Linked DNA regions of Sus scrofa: region 1 is linked to region 2. A link is a contact called in public promoter capture Hi-C data. All regions are on one chromosome and are shown on one strand. The core of a region is the stretch at or near the end of the contact, and the rest is flanking DNA. Distances in the headings are between cores, read along the strand shown.

Evidence for each region. Promoter capture Hi-C pulls out the DNA fragments that hold promoters and counts their contacts.
Region 1: a contact with region 2 is called in a promoter capture Hi-C map of liver, with 4 times the contacts expected there. The contact joins the promoter of MPV17L here to the promoter of FOPNL in region 2. A contact is called at or near these places in 1 of 5 promoter capture datasets (liver) and 1 of 47 Hi-C or Micro-C datasets (liver).

Annotation. Positions count from the first base shown.
Region 1 is chr3:7,439,683-7,444,982 of Sscrofa11.1, forward strand. MPV17L (mpv17-like protein) reads right to left here and starts at 1,901. Exons shown (of 4, transcript XM_021086176.1): 1 at 1,496-1,901. The coding sequence starts at 1,805.
Region 2 is chr3:6,974,012-6,979,992 of Sscrofa11.1, forward strand. FOPNL (lisH domain-containing protein FOPNL) reads left to right here and starts at 3,184. Exons shown (of 5, transcript XM_003361820.3): 1 at 3,184-3,268. The coding sequence starts at 3,241.

The sequences.
Region 1 (5,300 bases), core at 651-3,150, 460 kb after region 2:
GAATAACAGTACCTGCTTCACCACATTGCTTGAGGATTAAATGGGAATCTGATTCCCAAATGCCCAGCCTCTCACCTGGCACTCCCTCACCCACCCCATCCCTTCACCAAAGCACAAGGCCACTGGGGTAACAGGCGTGAGGAACCTAGCCTAGAAGTCGCACCCTGGGATCAGGCACAGATCTTATAAACTAGGTGGCTTCGCCTCTCGGGTCCTCTATCCCCTGACCTCACTGACCCCCCTGGCCACGTGGATGGCTAACACTGCATCAGGCATGTTTCCTGCAGAGTGTATGACTGACTCTGGCCCCTAGAAGAAGGTCCAAGGGGCAGCATAAGTTCCTTCAAAGTGGTGATTTAACCACTTCAACCCAGTTTAGAAGAAAGCACTAAAAGCCACCGACAAGACCTTCTTGGGGGAATCTATGACTCTCAAGGCCAGGCCTCAGGCCCTTGAGTTTTCTTAGGGGGTGGGTGCCCCTCCCTGCCCACAATAGCAAATGCCATAAAAAAGAGGCCACAGAGCCCTTTCTATTGTTTTTTTAGAATGTAGGGCCCAAAGGAAGGTTCCCAATCCCTCCTCCTTCCTTTCTGAGAAGGGAGCTCCTGGGACTCTCACAGGTTGAGTCTCTCATGGCAGGGGTCCAAGGTCTCCTCACATTTTCTGTGGGGTTTTTTTGGTTTTTGGCAGCGCCCGTGGCATGCCAAAGTTCCCAGGCCAGGGCTCAAACCCTAGCCACCGCAGTGGTAAGGCTGGATCCTTAACCTGCTGAGCCACAGGGAACTCCTGTGGGTTTTGATATGGGGATGGGACACCCCATATCAAGTAAATTTTGTTACCAAAGTAGGACTACTGCAAATGGGGGGGGAACCAGTCTCAACCTCAGATTCCACCAGCTTTGCCCCGTTGGTCTTGAATCCCACTCCCATGTCGTATTTGTGTTGGAAAGGAGTGTCACCCCCACCCCCACCCCGTGGAAAGGAGGCTCCCAGCCCCAGGTGTGGATTTTCCCAGGAGCAGGAGAGCCCCCACCCCATACCTTGCAGTCACAGAGGTCACAGCTGCTATGGGGTATCATGACATTCTCATGGATCTTTTTCAGGGGGAAACGGGGCCCCAGTCCTGCCTCCGGGAGTTCTAGCCGAGGTCCCAAGCCTCCTGAAACCTCCAGCCCCAGTCTGTAGTGCAAGCACAGCGTCCCACCCTAAGACACTCTTCCCTGGCCTCTTCAGCAACCATTCCTCAATTTCTTTTTCCTCAACCCCTTAATCCAAGGTCCCCGGACTTAGCCCTCGCACCTCTACCTCCAGCCTCCAGCCCCATCCTCCCGGTTCCCCGAACCCTTGCCCCCTCCCCCCCCAACAGGGTTTCCAGCCCTAGTCACTGGCCCCCACAGCCCCTGACTTCGGTTTCCCAACCCCGATCCCGGCCCGCTCACCAGATCCCGAACCCGTCCCCCAGCTCCGGCTCCCAGGCCCCCATGCAGACTCCTCACCCAGGTAAAAGGCAGAGACGGCCACCGGCCCGCCAAGCGCCTGGTCGCACAGCACCTTGGCCAGGATGACGCGCGGCGCGCGGCCCGGCAGCGCGCGCTCCAGCAGGCGCAGCCACACGTAGTTGAAGTTTCCGTGGAAGACCACGGCCACCGTGGCCACGTGCCGCGTCTGCCGCCAGTCCGCCCGGCAGCCCCGCAGCCGCTGCTGCAGCGCGTCGCCAGCCGAGAAGAGCGCGGTATAGAGCAGCACGTTCGTGGGCCAAGGGTAGCGCCCGGCGGCGCGCGGGAGTACCCGCCACCAGCCCGCCATGCCCGCGCCCCCAGCGCCTGCCAGCCGCCGCCGGAGGCTTCTGGGCCACGGCCTCCGCCTCCTGCTCGGCGGCCGGCGCCCTCAGCCCCCGCCTCCCGCGCACCGCGCCCAGCCACCTGCACCTGACTCCTCCCCGATGCTCAAGAGCGATTGGGCGCCCCGAGCACACCCAACCCGCGCCGACCAATCCCGTGGCCACTGGCGATCTTGGGGGCTGAGCTTTTGAAATGAGGCTGGTCGGCAAAAATGCTTGTCCCATTACACGAAATGTCCAGAAGAACAGTCAAATCCGTAGAGACAGAGAGTAGGCTAGTAAGGTACTGGGCGATGGGGGGATGCGAAGTGGCTGGGTGTAGGGTTCCTTTAGCGAGTGATGAAATATTTCATAATTAAATAGTGGTAATGGTTGCACATACAACCACTGAATACAAAGTGGTAAATTTTATGGTATGCGAATTATATCTCAAAACAAACGAAAGAAGGTTTAAAAAGGGAAAATTTTTTAAAAAGAAAAAAAGAAGGATACCATAACAGTTATCAAGGTGGCGGTGTATTTGAAACGTTTACATATAAAGAACACTTTCGACGCACACTGTACATTGATTGATTGTGTAACGTCTTTGGAGACAGTGTTAGAAGTTGAAATTTGAGACCCTTCAGAAATATGAGATGGGGTTCAATGAGCCTACTGCCTTCTTCTTTGGTGCCTCAATGAATATACCTCCCAAAACATACGCTGAGCTCCCAGCTCCTGTATCAGAGGAGCAGGTCCTTGGAAACCCAGACAGCAGATGTAACCTCTGACTTCCTGGAAGTCAGGTTCTCTTTGCTTCTCTCCCTCTATTTTTCCTTCCTTCATTGTCACATCCAATTCTATTCTCGTTCCCTCTCCTATTTGTTGACTTATTTTTGTTTATTGTTTTTTCATTTTTAACTTTTCATTTTGAAATAATTTCATACTTTTTAAAAAGCTGCAAATATAGTACAGAGTTTTCATATAGGATCCCAAGCTTCCCCAAATATTGACATCGTACAATTATCAAAACAAGGAAATAAGCCCTCATTTAATCCTGTTACCCAATTTCCAGACTATTCAAATGATTGCCAGTTGTCGCACCCAAGTCCTTTTTCCAGTCTGGCATTCAGTGGCACTCTGTATTGCATTCATCACCACAGTCTCCAATTGGGAGCACTAATCAGTTATTTAGTAAATTATTCCTCAATTTGTCAACTGTACTATCATGGGCTGCATTGTGTCTCCCCAAAAATATGCTGAAACCCTAACCCCAGTACCTCAGAAAGCGACTGTATTCAGAGACAGCCTTTAAAGAGGTGATGAAACTAAAAAGGAGGCCCTTAGATGGGCCCTAAGCCAATCTGACTGGTGTCCTAGGAAGAGGACACAGGAAGAGACACGAGGGCAGCGCATGCGCAGAGGAAAGATCGTGTGAGGACACAGCGAGAAGGCAGCCATCTGCAAGCCAAGGAGAGAGGCCTCCGAGGAAACAGAACTGGCTGACACCTTGACCTTGGACTTCTAGCCCTGAGAACTGTGAGAAAATAAGAATTTTAACCCACCTTGTGGTATTTTGTTCTGGCAGCCTTAACAGACTGATACACCAGTTCTAATACTTCACTTCTTGGGACTCTGCCAATTGCTGTGTTCTTTGACCCTTTCTATCTGCCCACAGGCTGAGTTCCCTCCCTCCCTCTCGTCCTCAGGACTGGTCCCAAGCAAATCTTTCTGTCAGCCTGGTCCAGCTGAACAGGCTTCTCCCTTACACCTTTCTTTCTTTATGACTTAGATTCCCCTGGTATTATTTTCCTGTTGTTACTGTGACAAGTTACCAAGAATCTGTTGTCTTAGAGGTTGGGAGGTCAGAAATCTACAATGTGTCCATGGGCTGCCCTCCTTGCAGAAGCCCTCGAGGTGAATCCATCTCCTTGTCTTTTCCAGCTTCTAGAGGCCTCTGCATAACTGGATGGCCCCTTCCTCGTCTTCGAAGCCCACAGCACAGCACCTTCCAATCTCTCTCTGTCATTCCCCATGGTCTTTCCTGACTCTGATCCACCTGTTCTCCTCTTAGAAGAACCCTTGTGATTACATTCAGCCCACCTGGATAACGCTGCTCGGTTCCATGTCTCGAGATCCTCATCTTGGAGTTCCCGTCGTGGCTCAGTGGTTAACGAATCTGACTAGGAACCATGAGGTTGCGGGTTCCATCTCTGGCCTTGCTCAGTGGGTTAAGGATCCAGCGTTGCCGTGAACTGTGGTGTAGGTCGCAGACACGGCTTAGATCCCGGATCCCTGGAATACCTTATTGCTGTGGCTCTGGCGTAGGCCGGCATCTACAGCTCCGATTAGACCCCTAGCCTGGGAACCTCCATATGCGGCAGAAGTGGCCCGAGAAAAGGCAAAAAGACAAAAAAAAAAAAAAAAATCCTTATCTTAAGGGTCATCTACAAAGTCCTTTTGCCATTTAAAATAACATATTCAGGAGTTCCCTTTGTGGCTCAGCTGGTTAAGGATCTGACTTCATTTTGTGAGAATGTGGGTTCGATCCTAGCCTTGCTCAGTGAGTTAAAGCTCTGGTGTGACTGTGGCTGTGGCTGGCAGCTGCAGCTCTAATTTGATCCCTGGCCCTGGGAACTTCCATAGGCTTCAGGGCAGCCATAAAAAGGAAAAAACAAAAACAGAAAACCAAAAAAAAAGTATTCACAGTTTCTGGGATTAAGACACAGCTTCGGAGGGCCATTATTCCATGTCTTTCTTCTAATTCTTTTGATCTCCTCGAACAGTAATTGACCGAATTAGCCGAAAGAAAACTACCTATTTCTCCATATATTTAGATTAAGACCTTTGTTTGCCCAGGCAATCTTTCCTTCAGTCATGTGACCGATCAGCATTCATTGCACACAATTGAGTGCCAAGCACTAAACTACGGGCTTGTGGCAAGGACTTGTATTTGCAATGCTTTTTTAAAAAATCTGACTCCTGTCTAAATTAGAGGAAATTGTGGTCTTTATTAGGAAAAAAGAAAATCACCCTAATGATTCCTACACAATTCCCCTAACAAAAAAGTTTTTAGAGAAAAAAAAAAAATTCCCATCCTGGCGCAGCGGAAATTAATCCCACTAGGAACCATGAGGTTGCGGGTTTAGTCCCTGGCCTCGCTCAGTGGGTTAACGATCTGGTGTTGCTGTGAGCTGTGGAGTAGGTCGCAGACACGGCTCAGATCCCGTGTTGCTATGGCTGTGGACTTGGGCCGTAGGCTACCGCTCCAATTCTACCTCTAGCCTGGGAACTTCCATATGCCAAGGGTGCGGCCCTAAAAAGACAAAAAGACCAAAAAAAATTTTTTTAGAGAGGAAAACTGGGCAAAATTGGAGACTGGAAAGCAGGAAAGTGGTAGAACTGGGGGAGGGTTTAGGGTTGCCAGGTAAAGTATAGGATGCCCAGTTCACTTTGAATTTCAGTTGAACAATGAATAACTT
Region 2 (5,981 bases), core at 1,934-4,433:
ACATAGTTTTTATATCTCTTGGGTAAACATCTAGGAGAGGGATTACTGGGTTGTATGGTAAATGCATGTTTGACTTGATAAGTAGTTGCCAAACTGATTTCCAAAGTGACTCTACTATATTGTTTTCTAACCAGCAATATATGCAAAATCCCCAGTATTTGGTATTGTCATTGTCAGTTGTTTTTGTTTCAGCCACTCTGATGGGTGTATATAGATTTTTGTTTACTGCAAACAGTGCTACAGTGGATATTTTTATACACATAGCCTTTGCGATTAGGTGTAAGTGTAACTATAAGATATATTCTTAGTACTAGAATTGATGGGTCCAAGGGTGATTAGATATTGCCAAACTGCCTTCTGAGAAGGTGAGGCCAGTTGACTTGCCTATCAGCTAGGTATCGTAATACCTGTTTCCCTACAGCCTCACCAATGCAGTGTCTTACCCAATGTCATTATTTATTTATGCCACACTTGCAGCATGTGGAAATTCCCAGGCCAGGGATTGAATCTGAACCATAGTTGCAGCAACACTGGATCCTTACCACTCCTCCTCAACGGGAACTCCATCATTACATTTTATTTTATTATTTTATTTTTTAATTAAATTTTTTGTTTGTTTGTTTGTTTGTTTTGTCTTTTTGCCATTTCTAGGGCTGCTCCCATGGCATATGGAGGTTCCCAGGCTAGGGGTTGAATCGGAGCTGTAGCCACTGGCCTACACCACAGCCACAGCAATGCAGGATCCAAGCCGCATCTGCAACCTACACCCCAGCTCACGGCAGCGGCGGATCCTTAACCCACTGAGCAAGGCCAGGGATCGAACCTGCAACCTCATGGTTCCTAGTTGGATTCGTTAACCACTGAGCCACGACGGGAACTCCCATCATTACATTTTAAAATGAAATTTTAGGAGTTCCCGGTGTGGCACAGCAGAAACGAATCCGACTAGGAACCATGAGGTTGAGGGTTTGATTGCTGGCTTCGATCAGTGGGTTAAGGACCCAGCTCAGTTCTGGCGTTGCTGTGGCTGTGGTGTAGGCCAGCAGCTGTAGCTCCAATTAGACCCCTAGCCTGGGAACCTCTATATGCTGTGTGTGCAGCCCTAAAAAGACAAAAATAAATAAATAAAATGAAATTTTACTTTAGATGTTTTCTCTGAGACTATCTATGTACAGGGTTGTTGGTGAGGGCTTAAAGTAAAGCTTTTAGAGCAACGTCCGCCACATAGTGGCTCTTGGTTATTGTATGATTCCCACTATAAATCATTATTATTTGCCTTTCTCTCTGAGTTCCTCATCAGGATATTCAGGAATGCTTTTCTTGGAAGAACTCAAACATTCTACTTATGGAATTTAGTTAATCTTTATAACTTTAGATGTTGGCCAGGATTTCAGGCACCATGGGTTTCACAGAATAGGAAGGTATGACAGGATAGGATCTTCCTAAGGTCACACAACAGATCCGTGTCCCACAAGATGAAAATGAATCTAGTTAGGTACAGGAATGGATTCCTTTTTTTAATGGCTGCATCTGCAGCATATGGACGTTCCCAGGCTAGGGGTTGAATCAGAGCTGCAGCTGCTGGCCTACACGGCAGCCACAACGATGCTGGATCTGAGCTGCATCTGTGACCTGCTCCACAGCTTGCAGCGATGCCAGATCCTTAATCCACCAAGCAAGCCCAAGGATCGAACCCGAATCCTCACAGACACTATGTCAGGTTCTTAACCGGCAAGGGGAATTCCTGTCAAGCTCTTTTTTTTTTTTTTTTTTTTTTTTACTACCATTGTCTTTAAGAAATACACCGGGAACTAGAACACACGTATATACCAGAAACAAACATTTCAAAACAATACTTCATTGCATTCCATTTCATTGAAAATATGTTCATTGGGATATACTAATAAATGGATTTCAAAATGTACTATTGGGTTAAGACTAGTAGTTTAAAGGGCACTGTTCTAGGTCACAAATGTTGGCCTTCCTGGCAGTACGACTGGAATCATAGAACCTCACACGCAGTTTGGAGTACATTATTTCCGTGTTCCTTTTTCATTTCCTTGGCGTACTAGAGCTTTTTTTTTTTTTTTTGCCATTTCTAGAGCCACTCCTGCGGCATGTGGAGGTTCCCAGGCTAGGGGTCAAGTCGGAGCTGTAGCCGCCAGCCTAAGCCAGAGCCATAGCAACGCAGGATCCCAGCTGCGTCTGCAACCTATAGCACAGCTCAGGGCAACGCCAGATCCTTAACCCACTGAGCAAGGCCAGGGACCAAACCCGCAACCTCATGGTTCCTAGTTGAACTTGTTAACCACTGAGTCACGACGGGAATTCCTTTTTTTCCTTTTTTTTTTTTTTTTCCTTTCTTCTTTTTTGGCTGCCCTGCAGCATTTGTCCGGCCAAAGCAGGAGCAGCAACCTACGCCACAGCTGCAGCAATTCAGGATCCTTAACCTACTGCCCACAGGGGCCTCCACAGAGACAGCTTGATCATTAACCCGCTGTGACCCAGTGGGAACGCCTAGAGCTTATTCATTCATCAATAATCTCCACAAATAGCTCTTGGACTCCCTATGTGCACTGCCCAGTATTAAGAGCCAGTGGAGGGAACATGCTTTGAAAAAACCTGGATTCAAATCTCACATCCACCCTTTGCTGATGATCTTGGTTAAGCCCCTTCAGTTTTCCAGAACTCAAAAGACTTTCCTCCTTTGTAAAATGTTGTGATAATAGAGAAACGAAAGAGCTAAAGCGTGTAAAGCACTCAGCACGGTGTCAGACTCATAGCTAGTTCTTAATACAGTGGTTCTCAAGGTATGATCCCCAAGACCAGCAGCATCAGCAGCATCTAGGAACCTGTTAGAAATGCAATTCTCAGAACCTCAACCCAGATTTACTGAGCCAGAAACTCCAGGGGTGGGCACGGCAATCTGTTTTAAGAACTCTTCCAGGTGATTCTGACGCAAGCTAAATTTGAGAACCCCAGGCTTAATACAGGTTAACTAGCAACGACAAGCACTTCGGGCGGCTCAGGTGCCTCTGTTCCGGCTTCCCCTCCCTCCTCCTTGATTGGTGGGGTCTCTCTGGACCGTCACCACCCACCCAACCACGGAGGGCATAAACGGAGAGGGGCGGGACTGGGAGCGGCCAGAGCAGCGCGCCTATTGGCTGCAGACCATGCCGCGGAGCCGGGCGGAGCTGCGCACGCGCACGGCCGAGGCGCGCCCCTGGCGGCCGTTGAAAAATGGCGACTGTCGCCGAGCTGAAGGCTGGTGAGTGCAAATAGGAGGCTTTCCGAGTGAGACGCGTCGGCCTTCAGCCTGTGAAAAGGATGGGACGAAAAGAGGGGGCGGAACACTAGAGTCAGCCCTTCCGGGGGTCGTTCTGTAGCATCGGGGCCTGCGTTGCGTCCGGCGGATGTGGTGGCCCGCTGGGCGAGGGCCCTGGAGGGATGTGGTGGCACAGGGGCAGTTTTTGAAGCGGCTTTGAGCTGGAGGAGAGCCAGGATCCACAGGTACCTGAGAGGCTTGCAGTCCTGCATCTGGGGGCTCTGGCGCATCCTTCTGGATCCTTTCAGGGGCGAGGCCTTGGGCCTGACCTTTCCCTCTCGGTTGATGATTACAAACCTAAACACAATCCTAAACCATTTTCGTGGTTATCTCCCTGAATCCTTACAACCCCCTGCGAGGTAGGTCCCGAGTTTCCATTGGGAAAAACTGGAAGTAGAATGATGCCTGGGCTGGCCATTGTCCAGTCTTTCTGGGAAAAGTTCCACAACTGTTGGTATGCTTAAGCTCCGAACGTTGGTGCACTGTTAATTTTGACATCGATATCCAGACAGGTAGTAATAATTATAGTTATTATGATGGAGCTTTCTGGGTCAGGCACTGCCCAACTTTAGTGAATTGATTCCGTGTAACAACCCTATGCCCATTTCAGAGATTAGGAGATGGAGGTGCTGAGAAGTGAAACAGCTCCTCCAGAGTAATTTAGCTAGAAAGCAGCAGAGAGTGAGAATCTAGAGATGCTGCCCCAGGTCTGCAGGCCTTAATTCCTGAATGCTGTTGCTGCCTGGCTAGTCAAACCAATTCCAGTCTTCAGGGAATCTAGACTCTCAATGAGTAATTGTTAGAGATTTGGCGTGGAGGGTATGATTTGAGAATATGATTCAGGAACTATTGAGAGTAATGTATATTTGCAGCCCTGAGCTGGTGAACCATCAATAAAAAGAAGTACCCCTATCCACAAGGATAGACTTCCCAGGAATTGGTGAACCCTCCCCCAGGAAACAAAGATCACCTCTAATAGTGCATGCAGCTTCCAAGGATTTAAGCCAGGTTAAGAACCTCTTCCTAAAGACCTTGTTATGGTACATGTGTCATAATAAACGTGATAACAGAGAAGGTCAGGGTAATTTGGAACCCCAAACCTCTCTGGGGACCAGGGATGTCCTGCATGGATGTAAGGAGCCCTTTATGGGTTTTTTTTCTGCATTCCAAGGTTCTGAATGTGTTTTTTGGTGGGTTTTATTTTCGTTTTTTAATCTTTTTAGGGCCAAACCTGCGGCATATGGAGGTTCCCAGGCTAGGGGTTGAATCGGAGCTGTAGCCACTGGCCTACACCACAGCCACAGCAATGCAGGATCTGAGCCATATCTGACCTACACCACAGCTCACCACAAGGCTAGATCCTTAACCCACTGAGCGAGGCCGGGGACTGAACCTATGTCCTAATGGATGCTAGTCAGATTTGTTTCCCCTGAGCCACAATGGGAACTTCTGGTGGGTTTTTTGTTTTTTAAGCTTTATTTATTTTTACTTTTTTTAAAAAATTATAGTCGATTTACAGTGTTGTGCCAGTTTCTGTTGTACAGCAATGAATGTGTTTAGCGTTCAAGAGAAACCCAGTGAAAATGTTTGCATTTTCATTTGTACCTTTTTAAAGCACTTTCACCTCACATTTTTCCACTTTCCTTGGTTCCTCCTCTCAGAGGTAGAGCCCATTATTGTGGAGAAGGCAACCGAGACAGGAGTTGGTGATCCACCACTGAGGTCGTGATGAGATCTGTTAGGTTTCCTAACTCCAGCTTCATTAATTCTTATTTCTCTCATGAGTTTGAGGCTGTGCTGTGTGTAAATACAGAGTAACTGGTAGGAGCAGAGACCGGGGGAAATGTTTCTCCATCGGATTTCCAAAGATGGAATTAGAGGACAAGGGTTCGGTTATGATCCCAACATAATAAAGCTGTTCCTTCCTTTTATAGGCCTGTTACAAAGTCTGATTGGTATAAATCTACTCAACATTCCTGCAAAAAAAAGGTCCAGGGGATGATCTAAATATAAAGAGCAAGAAAGGTTAAAGGCTAGTCTAGATTGTATCTCTTTAATCATATGACCCAAGTTTTTGTGGTTGTTTATCAAAACTTGAAAAAATTTTATGTCAGTGCCTATATGGGCTCCCTCTCATGAATTGTCATTGTTGTGGTGTACCTTTGGCACAATACAGCATGAAGCAATATTTTTTACACCAATTGTATATAGCACAGTATTGTAATGCCAGCAGGTAGCATTTATTGAGCTCTTACTCTGTTCCAGGCATCGTGAGGGAACTGTGTTGATTCTCTGGAGTTGTTAACTTAGCTACTAGGGACAACTCAAGAGAATAAAAGGTTCCAGCCCATTGCAAGGAATGATACCAATTCAGCCCTATCCATGACAGTATTTATAGCCAAATCACATTGTCCTAACTACTGATATTTGTCAGAAAGATCCTTGCTCATCAAGAAGTTAGATTACATTCAGCATACATATCCTTCATTCCTTAAGATGGCATTTAGAAAGTTGTGTGTTAAATTTCTAACTAGGTTTACAATTTCAGAGTCTTACTACTTTAAGGATATAACTCAAAATTGTCTTTAAAAAAGCAAATAAGGAGTTCCGGTTGTGGCTCAGAGGGTTAAGGACCTGATGTTGTCTCTGTAAGGAT